3 separate regions of the Mus musculus genome follow, and regions 1 and 3 are each linked to region 2. Evidence: chromatin contacts called from public HiChIP or PLAC-seq data. All regions are on one chromosome and are shown on one strand. The core of a region is the stretch at or near the end of the contact, and the rest is flanking DNA. Distances in the headings are between cores, read along the strand shown. Region 1 overlaps Cep350 (centrosomal protein 350). Region 2 holds the start of Cep350 (centrosomal protein 350). Region 3 overlaps Tor1aip2 (torsin A interacting protein 2).

Region 1 (4,253 bases), core at 1,122-3,621, 70 kb before region 2:
CCAAACCCAGGTTTGATTCCCAACATCAAAAATAAAAACATCATAACACATAAAGCATGTCTTATTTCAAAAAAACCCCTGAGTACTGAAAACGATACTTATTGAAAGAACTTGCTTTTTCTGATGCTCTAGCCAGGCTAGTTCGGCCTTTGTCTTCTCCTTTAAGGCCTTTTCTCGAAGACGCAGAAGTGAGGACTGGTGAGCTGCGCGCACTTCCTCTTCCTTCATGTACTGCCGCACCATCTCCATGGTGAACTTAGAAAAGCTATCCTGTCCTCCTGAGAATGGCATGCTCAGCTCCTAAAGCACACAATTTATTTCAAAACTTTTAGCACTTAACTTCATTTAGAAAGTTACATATTTATAAAAAGCAAATTACAAAAGATACGGTGGGGTCACATGACTATAGTTCCAGAGGCTAAGATATGAGGATATACGGTGGGGTCACATGACTATAGTTCCAGAGGCTAAGATATGAGGATATACGGTGGGGTCACATGACTATAGTTCCAGAGGCTAAGATATGAGGATATACGGTGGGGTCACATGACTATAGTTCCAGAGGCTAAGATATGAGGATATACGGTGGGGTCACATGACTATAGTTCCAGAGGCTAAGCTATGAGGATATATGGTGGGGTCACATGACTATAGTTCCAGAGGCTAAGCTATGAGGATATACGGTGGAGTCACATGACTATAGTTCCAGAGGCTAAGCTATGAGGATCGCATGAACACGTTTGAGACCAGCCTGAGGAACACAGTGAGATTTCATCTTAAAAAGAAATGAATAAAAAAGAAATGAAACAAATGAGCATTGTATAAACCATCTACCATATAAGAAAATATTGCTCAAAAAGAGGAGAGGAAGGAAGTGACATTCACCTAAAAAAAAAAATTGAACCTTTTTTTAAATAAACAGTTACTGCAAGTCATGCAGTGGACTGGGAACCAAGCAGGGTAAAACTCTGTCCCTCTTTCCCATTAAGCATACACTTTGGAAAGAAGAATATATATTTCAAATGGATGAAATGAAAAAGCTGTAATACTGGTTGAGATCTTTAAAGGTCTTATTATAACTAAAAAGTTTATATTCTATTTTATTTGAGCAACCAAGCCAGATTTTACATGTATAATATAAATCTGATCTTGGACAATATCTCTGATAGTTGCCAATTATATACCTGGTATTTATATAAATGTGTTCTCATACTTTTGAAAACCTATGACTGCAATCATGAGCCTCCTTAGTAAAAGCGCACCTTGGTAGAAGACAGAGCAGTCTTGTCTGGGGAAGCATCCTCATCCGAGTCGTCATGATGGCCTCTTTTCTTTTCCATGTTAAATCTACGATGACTCTCAGAAGGTAGTAGAGAGCGAAATGACTTTTCTTCTATTTCATCTTCTGTCATAGATTCATCAAATTTCAGGGAGTATTCTGTTGCAATAGAAGTTGAGTCTAATAGAATGGAGAGAAACATCATAATTCTTTTACAGGGGAAGGAAGGGTGTGACACAGGGTCCCACATAGCCCAGGCCTTAATTCCTGATCCTCCTGCCTCTACCTTCCAAGTGCTGGGCTCACAGGTGTGCCACGCTGCACGCCATCACATCTAGTTTATGCTATGTGGTGCTGCGCTTCAAGCCCAGATCTTAGTGTGTGCCAGGCAAGCATGATTCCAACTGAGCTACATCTCCAGCCCCATACCCAGTCAGAATCATTATTCTCAGTAGGCCTTTAAGTAGAACCCCTTTTGCCTCTTACTGAGGCAATTCTATAGAAATTCTCAGAACTGTACCTAGCATTTAAGAGGAAAAATTAAATATCTTACAAATAAGAAAAAAAAAAGCCTCTCTAAAAATACCTAGAAATGCTAGAATAAGAAATATGCTAATCTTGCCTCTCACAGGCTACAGAAATCAGGAGAGCTGGCCCTGTCTCTCTCCTGCTGCAACACTCAAGACACCCTGAACTTCACCTGGGCAGTACAATAGAGCTGACCCTGGGGATAGAGAGAGCAGGTGAGCTGCCCCTGAAACTTGAAACCCAATGGTGGCATGGGCAAGGCAGAGATGCCCTCTTTCTTACCCCTCACCACCATGTTATGCAGGAGAGCCAGCCCAAAGGTGATGAGAGTGGGAGAACTGGCCTTGTCCCTCACCAACTGCATGTCCTGTACCTCACCTGGGCAATACAGTAGAGCTGGCCTTGGGTGCAGGGGTTCAGGGTGAGGAAAGTTGGCCCAGTCCCTTGCCTGATGCAGCACTCAGGAGAGCAGGCCCTGCACCTTGACTGGGCAGCACAATAGAGATGGCCCTGCTGGCATGGGTATGGGTGAGCTGGCCTGAGGGCCTGTGAGTAGAACTGGCTCTGCCCCTTGCCAGCTGCAGCAATGGATGAGCTCTGCAGCAGAGATGGAGAGCCTCTCCTGGTGGTATGGGGGAAGGAGAGCTGGCAGGCTGACCAGCTCAGCGACCACCCAGGCCCAGAGCCAAGGCTTGGAGTTGGTCCACCCCAGCATCTACCCATCTATGAGCTGCTGGAGCTTGTCAAGGGGCCAGTCCTGCAGATCCAAAGCTGCAGGGTCTCCACGACACAGGGCGACAACAGGATATCCAAGGAGTCCCAGTGAGGATCCAGTATTGATAGTATAGCAGAAGCCAGAGGCCTGGAACCAGACCAATGAGTCACTGCAGTGAACATTTGCAAGTAAAGAAGTGTGGACAAGAGGGTGGCACCATGGGACATAACGGGGCACACTACAGCTTCCACGACAAGATTTGTTTTTCTTTTGTGGGGAGGTAACAAGGGTGGAAGGTGGGTACGAAGAGATGGAGAGATGAGTGGGATTGAGGTGCCTGATGTGAAAGGCACAAAGAATTTTAAAAGTTAAATAATAAAAAAGAAATATATTAAAAAATTAATATTTTTCATAAAGAACAATTACAGATCAACTAGGAAAGCCTTATTATACAAAGTTTATGACCAGATGCTTTACAAAGGAAACAAGGAAAAAAAGTTTATAAACATTTAACATTATAGCAAAGAAATAAAAGTTATCCTACAGCTGAACACACTTCAGATACACAACTTTAATGACTCAAGCTGGATCTAACCTGAAAGCCTCTTTCCTGTGGTCTCAGTTTTATAGTTCCAGAAGATTACTGTGCAAGCCGCCAACGGAAGGAAGCCATTGCACCAGCCACTGCACCATCCTCCCATCTCCAACACCTGGGAACCACAATGATTACTGCACAAAGGTGCAATGAGCAGCACTCGCACTCGTTATGTGGAAGGACAGGTGTCTAGTGGGGCTTAAGGACAAAATTCATGCCTGCTACTGGGAACCTGGCAGACTTCCTGGGATGAGTGAGGTTATGAACCATAGAAAAGTAATCTTGAATCCTCTCTTTTCTAGACCAGCATAACTCCTTATCACAGTCTCAATCATCCAATTTCTTATTTACCCAGATTTCACAAAGCAAACTGCCCACAAACTGACTGCTGGTAAAACACCTGAGAACCCAGTGGCTACAAAATTTACTCTCAGAAGAGTGTGCCCTATGCTGGACGATCAGAGAAGCCGCATGGTTGTGCCACTCTGCAATGAGATTTATCAGTAGCTCAATGAACTTAGGTTCACAAACTTCTCTCCTAGCATCCGGTGAAACACTGCTTTGACTTCAAAACAGATCTTATCTTAGAAGTAAGTTCTCACTCAGGAGAGGCAAAGGAAAGCTGCATGGGTGTCCTTTTAAAAATCATGACCCTGATTGGGTGGTGGTGGCAAATGCCTTTAATCCCAGCACTCAGGAGGCAGAGGCAGGTGGCCAGCCTGGTCTACAGAGTTCCAGGATACCCAGGGCTATACAGAGAAACCTTGTCTTGGAAAAACAAAAACAACAACAATGAACAACAATGAAAACCCCCACATGAACCTGTTTGTCATCCAGGAAAAAACACGGAACAATTATGCCAAAGACAGCTGACTAGAATGTAGATGAACGGCATGTGGGGAGCATGCTTAAGCACCCACCATGCCAGGAAACATCTCACTCTCGAGAACCGCAAAAAATGTCTCTTCTCTCTTCTTCCTGTTATTGGTAGTTCTGGATATTAATTTTTCCCCCACAGGGTCAAAATATACCTGACTGAGATTGCAAGTGGAAAAATAGGACTTAAGTATTGGTAGTTTTTCTAGTTTCATTTATGTGTAAATTGTTCATATAAATCCAGGGATGTAAAATACTAA
Region 2 (3,985 bases), core at 575-3,074:
TGACAATCAGAAGAAAAAAATTTTAAAACTTTAATTCATAAATGTATTAACACCATAAAAGGTTGATTCTATAGTATTGATGGTCTTAAAATAATACTATACACCAATACATGTCAGAAAAAAGTCTTTCATATTTATACAAAATTGTTTACAAACATTACTATCACTATAAGCACAAAGTTCTGCTATGAAAAGACAAGATACATATTTGTCTACATATACAATGTATTCTGGCATGACCTTCATATTCTGATTAAGGTGTACTAAGTTGAATGCAGTAACAGTTCAGATTTGTTGCATTTAATAGTTTGTCAATTTAGCATACAAAACCTCTTACACTTTCATGGGCTTGCAATAACTTCTAGTACAGGTCTAGGAGTCTCCCAAAGTCACAATCCCAAGTTATTAGCAGCACGCTGCCTTTTTAAAAAGCAGTATTTTAAATTAAGAAAGTTTTTAAATGGAGAGCAGTTTGTAGTATTTCATTATTGCCTCTTCAAAAATTCCCAGGTGCTAATAGTAGGTTGGTCTAGGATGGACTGTCCATTTAAATCTTTAAAATACAAGCGAAGGGAGCAGGTTAACATGGCAACACTAACGACTTCTCCAATTTCAAAACAAGAAACACCAGCAAAACAATTAAGTAGAGTACATGGATACCGACCACTATTCCTAAGGGCCTATTTTTTCCCCCCAAATGAAACATTTGTTACAACATCAAAAAATCCATTTAAAAAAAAATCTATACCTATTTGCAAGTTCCGAACTTGAAAACTAAAACCCTGGCAAATTTCTGCCTGTATCTGTGACATTAACTAAATATGATTTAGCATATTAGTCTGAATTTAAAAGAGGGGGGAGGGGAGGGAAAGTGACAACTTCCAACGTGTAAGGCTTGTTAAATGTCACCCCCTCTCCACCCAATCATGTGTGAATAAGCCGGTGGACTCCATTCAACAACTGCTGCTGGACTGGAGGTGATCAAAGTTTTCCCCATACTGCACTTTGAGAATATTACACCCAGGAAAAGGAACAGAAACTGTTCCTGACACTGGAGCTAGTGCCCCGGAATTTCCCAAAATATGCTCGATCTCCAAACGAAGAAGGGACACTTCGGAGACCAAAGGTGAGAGGTGGCTTAACTCTATGCAGACAAGAGGAGGGGCGAGGGTGCTGAGGGCGACACTGGCAGGTAAGCAAAGAAATCTTGTCTTCCGTGGGCACCAGTAGGTCCGGGAGCCCAGGTCTCAGGATGACCCTCCAGGAAAAGTCTCGGGACCCAAGGAGGGTCCCCGGGGGGGACGTCAGGCAGTGCCAGGGGGGCCCCGCCCCGCCTCTCTGGCCACCTCGGGGACCTGGGACCGCGGACAGAGACATCCGAGGCGGAGCAGGCTCCGCCAGGTCTCCCCGCAGCTCACCTGAGAGTGTCGCCTCCGCCCTCGGCTCCCACGGTGCATCCCGCGGGGCCTGGCGGAGGGTGCAGTGACGCCGCCCCGACCGGCCCCAGGGCTGCCCGGCCTGGCCTCCCCGCTCCGGGGACGCACCGGGTGCCCGCCTCGCCCCGGCTCCCGGGATCCGCCGGGCGGCAGGCAAGGAAGGAGAGGCGCAGAGGCGGCCTTCCTCTGCCCCGCCGCGAGCCCCCTCCCGAGCTGCGGCTCTCCGCAGTCCTCTCAGGCGCAGGTCCGGCCCCGCTCCCCCGCCCCGGGAGTCACTTCGGCAGCGGCGGCCCAGTCGCCATTACAGCTCAACAACTGACACGGAGGAGGAGCGGCGCCGGCGGCAGTGGCGGTGGCGGCGGCGCGAGGCAGGGCGGGAGCAGTCAGGGAGGGAGAGGGCGGGGGGGGGGGGAGAGAGACTCGCCAAACCTCGCGAGAACTGTCCGGAGACGGTTCCGCAGGAATGCAACCCTGGGTGAAGGCCAGCCATGTTGAGTGTGGCCGACGGAGGAGCGCGATCGGACCCGAGGCTAGAGGATGCGGGGAAGCCATCTTTGGTGTGGCGCTTTGGGAGCTCGGCGGGACTCGGGAGGAGCCAGAGTCTATCCGCAGAGGAGACCACCCCCTTCCCTTTGACGCTAATTGGGCCTTCTGGCTGAGCGGGTCACCCCCGAGCCAAAACACGCTGAGGACTTGACAAGGGTGACCCAGGGATCCGGGACCCGGCAGACGATTCAGAAGGAATCGTCACTCTAGGCGGATCGGAGTAACCGCAGCTTTGCGGCTGCTCGCTGCTGTCACTGCGGCCCTCTCATTGGCCAGGGGTTTACAGTTCTGTTCAGCACGCACACTGATGGCTTAAGCTCTTTCCAAAACAAGCAAAAACTACGTTTCCTTTCCCTTCGGTGTTGTGGTTTGAGAAGCCCTCTGGGGTCAACATATTTTCTCTTAGCTTTGTCTTTGTCACCAGCCTCCGCTTGGTGAATTTTATCGTCTGTCAAGACTGTAAAGGACAGCTTTTCTGCGAATAATGCCTGACACCTTCCGCTAGGTGCTCACTGCAGCTAAGCTCTCCACCTTCTGGGCTCCGATAGTTACTTTGCCTCGAAATTATTTCTCATCTAAAGTACCATGGGTGTCTTAAAGTCTCCTTTTTCTATGTATACCCAGTAGGGCCTGGCACAGTAACTACAACACTGTAGATGTTCAATAAATGTTCGCTACCTTGACCATATCAATAAAAGCAGACGACAATAACTGATCCTCCCCATAAGACAGCCGCGCCTCAGCAGGAACTACGTGAATGTACAAAAGTCCTGCACATATGTCAATGTATACACCCTCCCTGAGAACAGCACTTCAGCAAAGAATGAGAGTTGTGGAGATCCCGAGTACGCAAGCAGTAGCAAGAAAAAGATTTGAAAGGTGGAACTGCGGCAGGGAAATGGATTAGCAGGTAAAGGGAATTGCCACCACGCCTGGCGATCTTAGTTTGATCCCCGGACCCAGAATGGTGGACCAAGAGAGCAGATTCCTCTAAGGTGTCCTCTGATCTGCATTGCGTGCAGGTGCATGAGAAGACATGTATGATTACATACATACATACATACATACATGTAATAAAAAGAAAAGTGAAATTTACCTTTTCTCCAGCCTAGTTATTTTAAAGAACGTATCCAATCCCCTTATTGAGTTATGATTACTTTTTAATAGTGGGTTCTGAAACACTATCTGCCCAATATTATAGCACCAATCAATGGGAAATAATCTCCTTTACTCTAAAGCTAACATAGTTTCCCACCTCCTACGTTACCTCGTGATCAACAGAAAGGCAATGAGGTTTTTGTTATGGTGTCAGCATTGCTCTCTGCTATCAGCCTGAACTCCTGTTTTCATCAAATTTCCAGCATTGGTTCTCAACTGCGCTCTCTCTCTCTCTCTCTCTCTCTCTCACTCTCTCTCTCTCTCTCTCTCTCTCTCTCTCTCTCTCTCTCTCTCTCAGAAGATCCTGCAGGTTGGCATGGAACTCACAGTCTTCCTGAGTGCTAGGATCACAGACCTGCACCACCATGCCTAGATACTAGATAATCTCTCTTCTTTTTGACACTCTGTGATTTCTTTTTACTCCCTCAAGAATATTGGCTTTCAAGTGTATCATAGTCTGTTCGTTTCCCTCACAGTTTTATGAAAGTAGCCACATTCCTCCAGTGCAAATGATTAAATCAGTACGTTCAGAGGGTGCCTCAAGTTTTATCCCTACCCTGCCTCCAGCTGCCAAGATAAGATTAGTGGAAACTTCTCACTTCCTGCTGGCAAAGCTTTTCTCTCTCCATCTCCCTGAAGATGGTACAATAAAGTAGAAAATGCTCTCAACACTTGTGTGTCCTCTGAGCCCTCCAGACCCTCCACTTAATGCCTATGAATCCAAGCTAATGTATCTATTCAATAGGATTGTCTTGAAAAGCCAGGCATAGTGACACATGCCAGTAAGCCCAACCTGGAAGGCTGAGACGGGAGAATTGCCATGAGTTTGGGTGTTTATACATTGC
Region 3 (4,119 bases), core at 143-2,642, 93 kb after region 2:
CCATGTTGCCAACGCCTACACCTCTTCCCAGAAGGTGACTGCCGTCTCCATAGACGGAGCCGAAAGGGCCCTGCAGGACAGTGACACAGTCAAGCTGCTGGTTGACTTGGAGCTTAGCGATGGGTTTGAGAATGGCCACAAGGCTGCTGTGGTCCACCACTTCGAATCCCTTCCTGCCGGCTCCACCCTGATCTTCTACAAGTACTGTGACCATGAGAACGCCGCCTTTAAAGATGTGGCACTTGTCCTGACAGTCCTGCTGGAGGAGGAAACGTTAGAAGCAAGTGTAAGCCCCAGGGAAATAGAAGAAAAGGTGAGGGATTTACTCTGGGCTAAGTTCACCAACTCTGAGAGCCCCACCTCCTACAGCCACATGGACTCAGACAAACTGAGTGGGCTCTGGAGCCGCATCTCCCACCTGGTGCTGCCCGTCCAGCCCGTCAGGAACATAGAAGAGCGAGGCTGCCTTTTGTGAAGCCAGTCACAGAGGTGACATGGAAGGGCCATGTCTCAGGGCTCTGTCCCGCTAGGAGGTGACTGGCATGTGAGAGGAAACAGCTGGGAGGCCGTCACTGTGTTAGAAAAGAAGCTTTTTTTCTTTGACTTTTAAAAAATCTTTCTAGTCTGAACTTTGATAAAACTAACAATTGGCCTGATGTTTTTCTTTGTTTTTTAAAGCCAATCAGGGTTAAAATACAACATGATGTATTGTTTAAGTGTCCAGCACATCAGTAGAATAGAATTGTTTTGCACAGGAAGATCTGATTCTCCGGGGAACTGCAGCCCCACTGCTGCCTGCAAGGACTCTCACCAGCCTCTAGGGCAGTGCTTGGACCTGGACGAGGTGTCATGTAAATGATTTTAGAGAACTCTTCTACTACATATTAAGTGCTTTTTAATATTCACTTTTTTTTGTTGTTTTTTTCTGAGGCAGGGTTTCTCTGTGTAGCTCTGGCTGTCCTGGAACTCACTTTGTAGACCAGGCTGGCCTCGAACTCAGAAATCTGCCTGCCTCTGCCTCCTAAGTGCTGGGGTTAAAGGCGTGCAGCATCACTGCCTGGCCTTAATACTCACTTTAATAATACACTTGTGGGTTGATTGTGTCTTACACAGATTTGCACTTTGAGTAGGTGAAAACAGAAAACTAGAATTCAACCCTCCAAACCTACCTAAGAGCCTGGTGTGTGTGTGCTTCTGTTCCGTTAGTGAGCTGAGGCCAGAACAGCTGTGCTCAAAAAAGAACCTTCCCAAGCATTGGACTCAATGACGAAATTGTTAGTAATCACCAGAAATGAAAAAATCCCCCTTGGCCATGTCACTTGTCTTTGCCTACCCAGCAGCCCCTCCTTCCTGTGAATCATGCCTGCTCTTGGCTGCTGGGTTTGGGGTTCTCTGTTAGGATTTCAGTGGAGCTGAGTTTCACAGAGAAGTTTGAAAGCCATTGATGAAGTGAAAGTGCATTCTAGAGTAGGAAGGATAGGAAGACATGAAAGGGTTAAAGCTGAGGAGTAACAGGAAGTTCTGTTGTTCAGGGCGACAGAGACCTGCAGATGAGCTGCTACTGGAGGGTGTAGGGCAGGGCCGTGAGCTTTTGTCCCTTTCTGTGGATCTTTCCTGTCCTCCCCTGCTGGAATCTCACTGTTGTCTGTGTTCTTTCAGAAAAGACTTGAGGTCCTCAGCTAGTTAGAAATGCCGTCAGGAAAGGAACTTGATAAACACAAGGGGAAGGTCTCCTGTAGGGAACAGAAAGAGGAATCATGGCCAATATCCGTTGTTAAGCTACATCCCATGATTTCAGACTGGGGCCAATAAGCTGTTAATCAGTACGTGAACTCTGAAAGTAAAACTCTAGTAAAATGATCTTGACCCACAAAAGGTCTGTTCCTTTACATGGATGGGAAAAGCCCTTGGAATCTTGCACTCAGTTTTGGGTCATCTGCTGCTAAGAGATCATGTATACACTTAAGACATTAAGCAACCTGAGTCTAAAGGGATTTTAGGAAACACTAAGAAGATGTCTATTGGTAGTTAAATGGATCACAGAGACACGGGTGAGAGGTGATCTGAAAATATTTCCCACAAGATGGCTTTGGCCACAACCTTTGGTGTTAAGTAAGTTAAGTATGGGGGCACACATGAAACAGTATGTATTTGGGATTTTGAAGGAATCCTGATATAGATTTCAGAAAAGACCCTACACAAAGTTTAAGCATAGTGAATGGAATTTTTCTGTCAACTCATTGTAAAACACAGGGATTGAAGAAAAATCCATTTGCCATTTTTGAATTTTTTTTCTTCTGTATTTCTAGACTTATTTGTTTTGAATGCTAGTGGCTTGTCACATAGCCATGTCTGGCCTGGTGTTTACTCTGTAGCATAGGCTGACTTTGAACTTAGAGTAATTTCTCCTACCTCCGTGTGCTGAGTGCCGAGGCTACAGGTGTGTGCCATCATATCCAACTTTCATGTAAGCTCTTAGCCACTAGCATTACATCGCGTAAAACCACATCAAATCGCGTCAAAAGGTGCCTTGCAGACTGTCATGTTGGCCTTTGACCCATGCTACCTCAGACTCTAGAGGAATGTCTACAGTATTTGTGCACAGTCTATGTCAGTGGCTCAGATCACAAGTGGAAAGCAATCGTTTCCTCATTAAAACTATGTAAAACGACAGCCTTACATAGTTTCCTGTCAACACAAATTTAGGATATAATACATTTTAGAAATTTATTATTTTTCAATTATTTTTGGTTTTTTTACTACTTACCTTGTAAAAATACACTTTTCCTTTTGTCATAAGTGCAATCAGCTGAGTGAGACTTGTCAGTTGTTGTTGCTTTTTTTTTTTCTATCCTCTGTTTCAAAACTCAGGGCCTTAACATTCAAGGAAAGTGCCCTACCACTAACCTATATCCCAGACCTCTTAAAAGTCATTTTGAAAAGAAGCAGTATGTTAGTTTGGGGTCAGAACAAGTAATTTTCTGGTTTTGATACCGAGTCTCTACACAGTCCAAAGTAATGATTCTCAAGCCTCGGGCTCTTACAGGATGGGATTACGGTAGTGTGCCGCCACACCAGCCTATTATCCCGTGTACTGTCTTCTAGACCATTGCTTTTCATATTCAGTTTTCCAGCCTTTTATGTGTGTTGTAATTCTTTGTGATAATTTGCCTGTGTGTGTATGTTTTTTATTGGTGGTGGGGTTTTTTTTGTTTGTTTTTAACTAGGAATCCCTTCTTGAGTAATACCAAGTCTTAGAAGCAAGCAGGGGAAATAGAAACTGTCTTTAGACTTGGGTCTTTCTTTCCCTTTCAGGTAAAATTTAGGGTTCTTCTGGGCACCACTCAGAGATTGTCAGAAAAGCTCTAGAGAGTTCTTAACACTGAACTAATTTTAGTAACTTTTACCTGGAAGTCCGCAGGCTTAGGGGGAGTAGTGAGGCTCAGTACCCTTCCCATTGGCTTATGTGCCCCACCCCCACCCCCAATCACTGTGGCTGATGGTACAGCTTTGTCTCACAGCCTTTGGTCCACAGTCTTGTTAAAGACAGGAGCACTGTGAGCACGGATGTTGGCTATGACAGACAGATGCAGCCTGTGAACACGAGAGTAGTGCAGCAAAAATGATTTTCACCAACACTCTTACTTTCTCTAACAAAGATTTCTTAACCCCATAGAGTTTTGCCTTTATATATTTACAAATGTAATGGCTTGTCAAACTTACCAAATCACCATAACTGCTTTTTGCATTCATTTCCATAGTGATGATGTTGAATGTGCCTTATTCAAATCAATTGTCTGATTACTATACAATAAATCTCTTCAATTTTTCCTGACTGATTTTTTACTAAAATTTCCAAAATAAAGAATTTATGAAAATGGGTGTGCGGTTGTTAGTGGTGGGAAGAGTCAAAAGGATTCTGAAGCATCGGGTGGTGTTGCGGCTGTCAGGGACGAGGGGCCATGCAGGCGGTGTGCTGGACTCCTCCACCACCCTTGGCAGTGGCTGTGGGGCATTTACCCCCACCTGGCTCTCTCTTGACCAGGGGAAGAGTGAGCACAGCCTTGGGAGTGGTCCAAACATGAGGCTTGCTGACTGGGGATGTATTAAGTGTGGGTG

Evidence for each region. HiChIP or PLAC-seq counts read pairs in DNA pulled down with a chosen protein or histone mark.
Region 1: an H3K4me3 HiChIP or PLAC-seq map of the SCID.adh cell line shows a contact between it and region 2, with 13 read pairs. The contact joins the enhancer-like site here to the promoter of Cep350 in region 2. A contact is called at or near these places in 3 of 39 promoter capture datasets (HPC-7-derived erythroid cells, embryonic stem cells and neutrophils), 4 of 115 datasets of contacts at active chromatin or transcription factors (the SCID.adh cell line, T-cell acute lymphoblastic leukemia, embryonic stem cells and 1 more) and 1 of 9 other capture datasets (pancreatic islet).
Region 3: a contact with region 2 is called in an H3K27ac HiChIP or PLAC-seq map of extraembryonic endoderm stem cells. The contact joins the enhancer-like site here to the promoter of Cep350 in region 2. A contact is called at or near these places in 1 of 39 promoter capture datasets (liver), 6 of 115 datasets of contacts at active chromatin or transcription factors (the SCID.adh cell line, bone marrow-derived macrophages, embryonic stem cells and 1 more) and 3 of 9 other capture datasets (adipose tissue, liver and pancreatic islet).

Annotation. Positions count from the first base shown.
Region 1 is chr1:155,901,325-155,905,577 of GRCm38.p6, forward strand. Cep350 (centrosomal protein 350) reads right to left here. Exons shown (of 38, transcript NM_001039184.1): 23 at 1,263-1,459; 24 at 116-300. Among named protein-coding and RNA genes, the nearest start is that of Gm37383, 18 kb to the left of the region's middle. Within about 2 kb of position 2,372, at least 14 of the 459 cell types and tissues checked have an H3K27ac peak or open chromatin away from gene starts, as enhancers often do. A contact at or near this core is called in the SCID.adh cell line and T-cell acute lymphoblastic leukemia, where this site is marked.
Region 2 is chr1:155,971,431-155,975,415 of GRCm38.p6, forward strand. It overlaps Cep350 (centrosomal protein 350), which reads right to left and starts at 1,825. Exons shown (of 38, transcript NM_001039184.1): 1 at 1,419-1,825.
Region 3 is chr1:156,064,984-156,069,102 of GRCm38.p6, forward strand. Tor1aip2 (torsin A interacting protein 2) reads left to right here. Exons shown (of 7, transcript NM_172843.4): 7 at 1-3,878. The coding sequence ends at 475. Among named protein-coding and RNA genes, the nearest start is that of Tor1aip1, 31 kb to the left of the region's middle. Within about 2 kb of position 1,393, at least 65 of the 459 cell types and tissues checked have an H3K27ac peak or open chromatin away from gene starts, as enhancers often do. A contact at or near this core is called in adipose tissue, bone marrow-derived macrophages and extraembryonic endoderm stem cells, where this site is marked.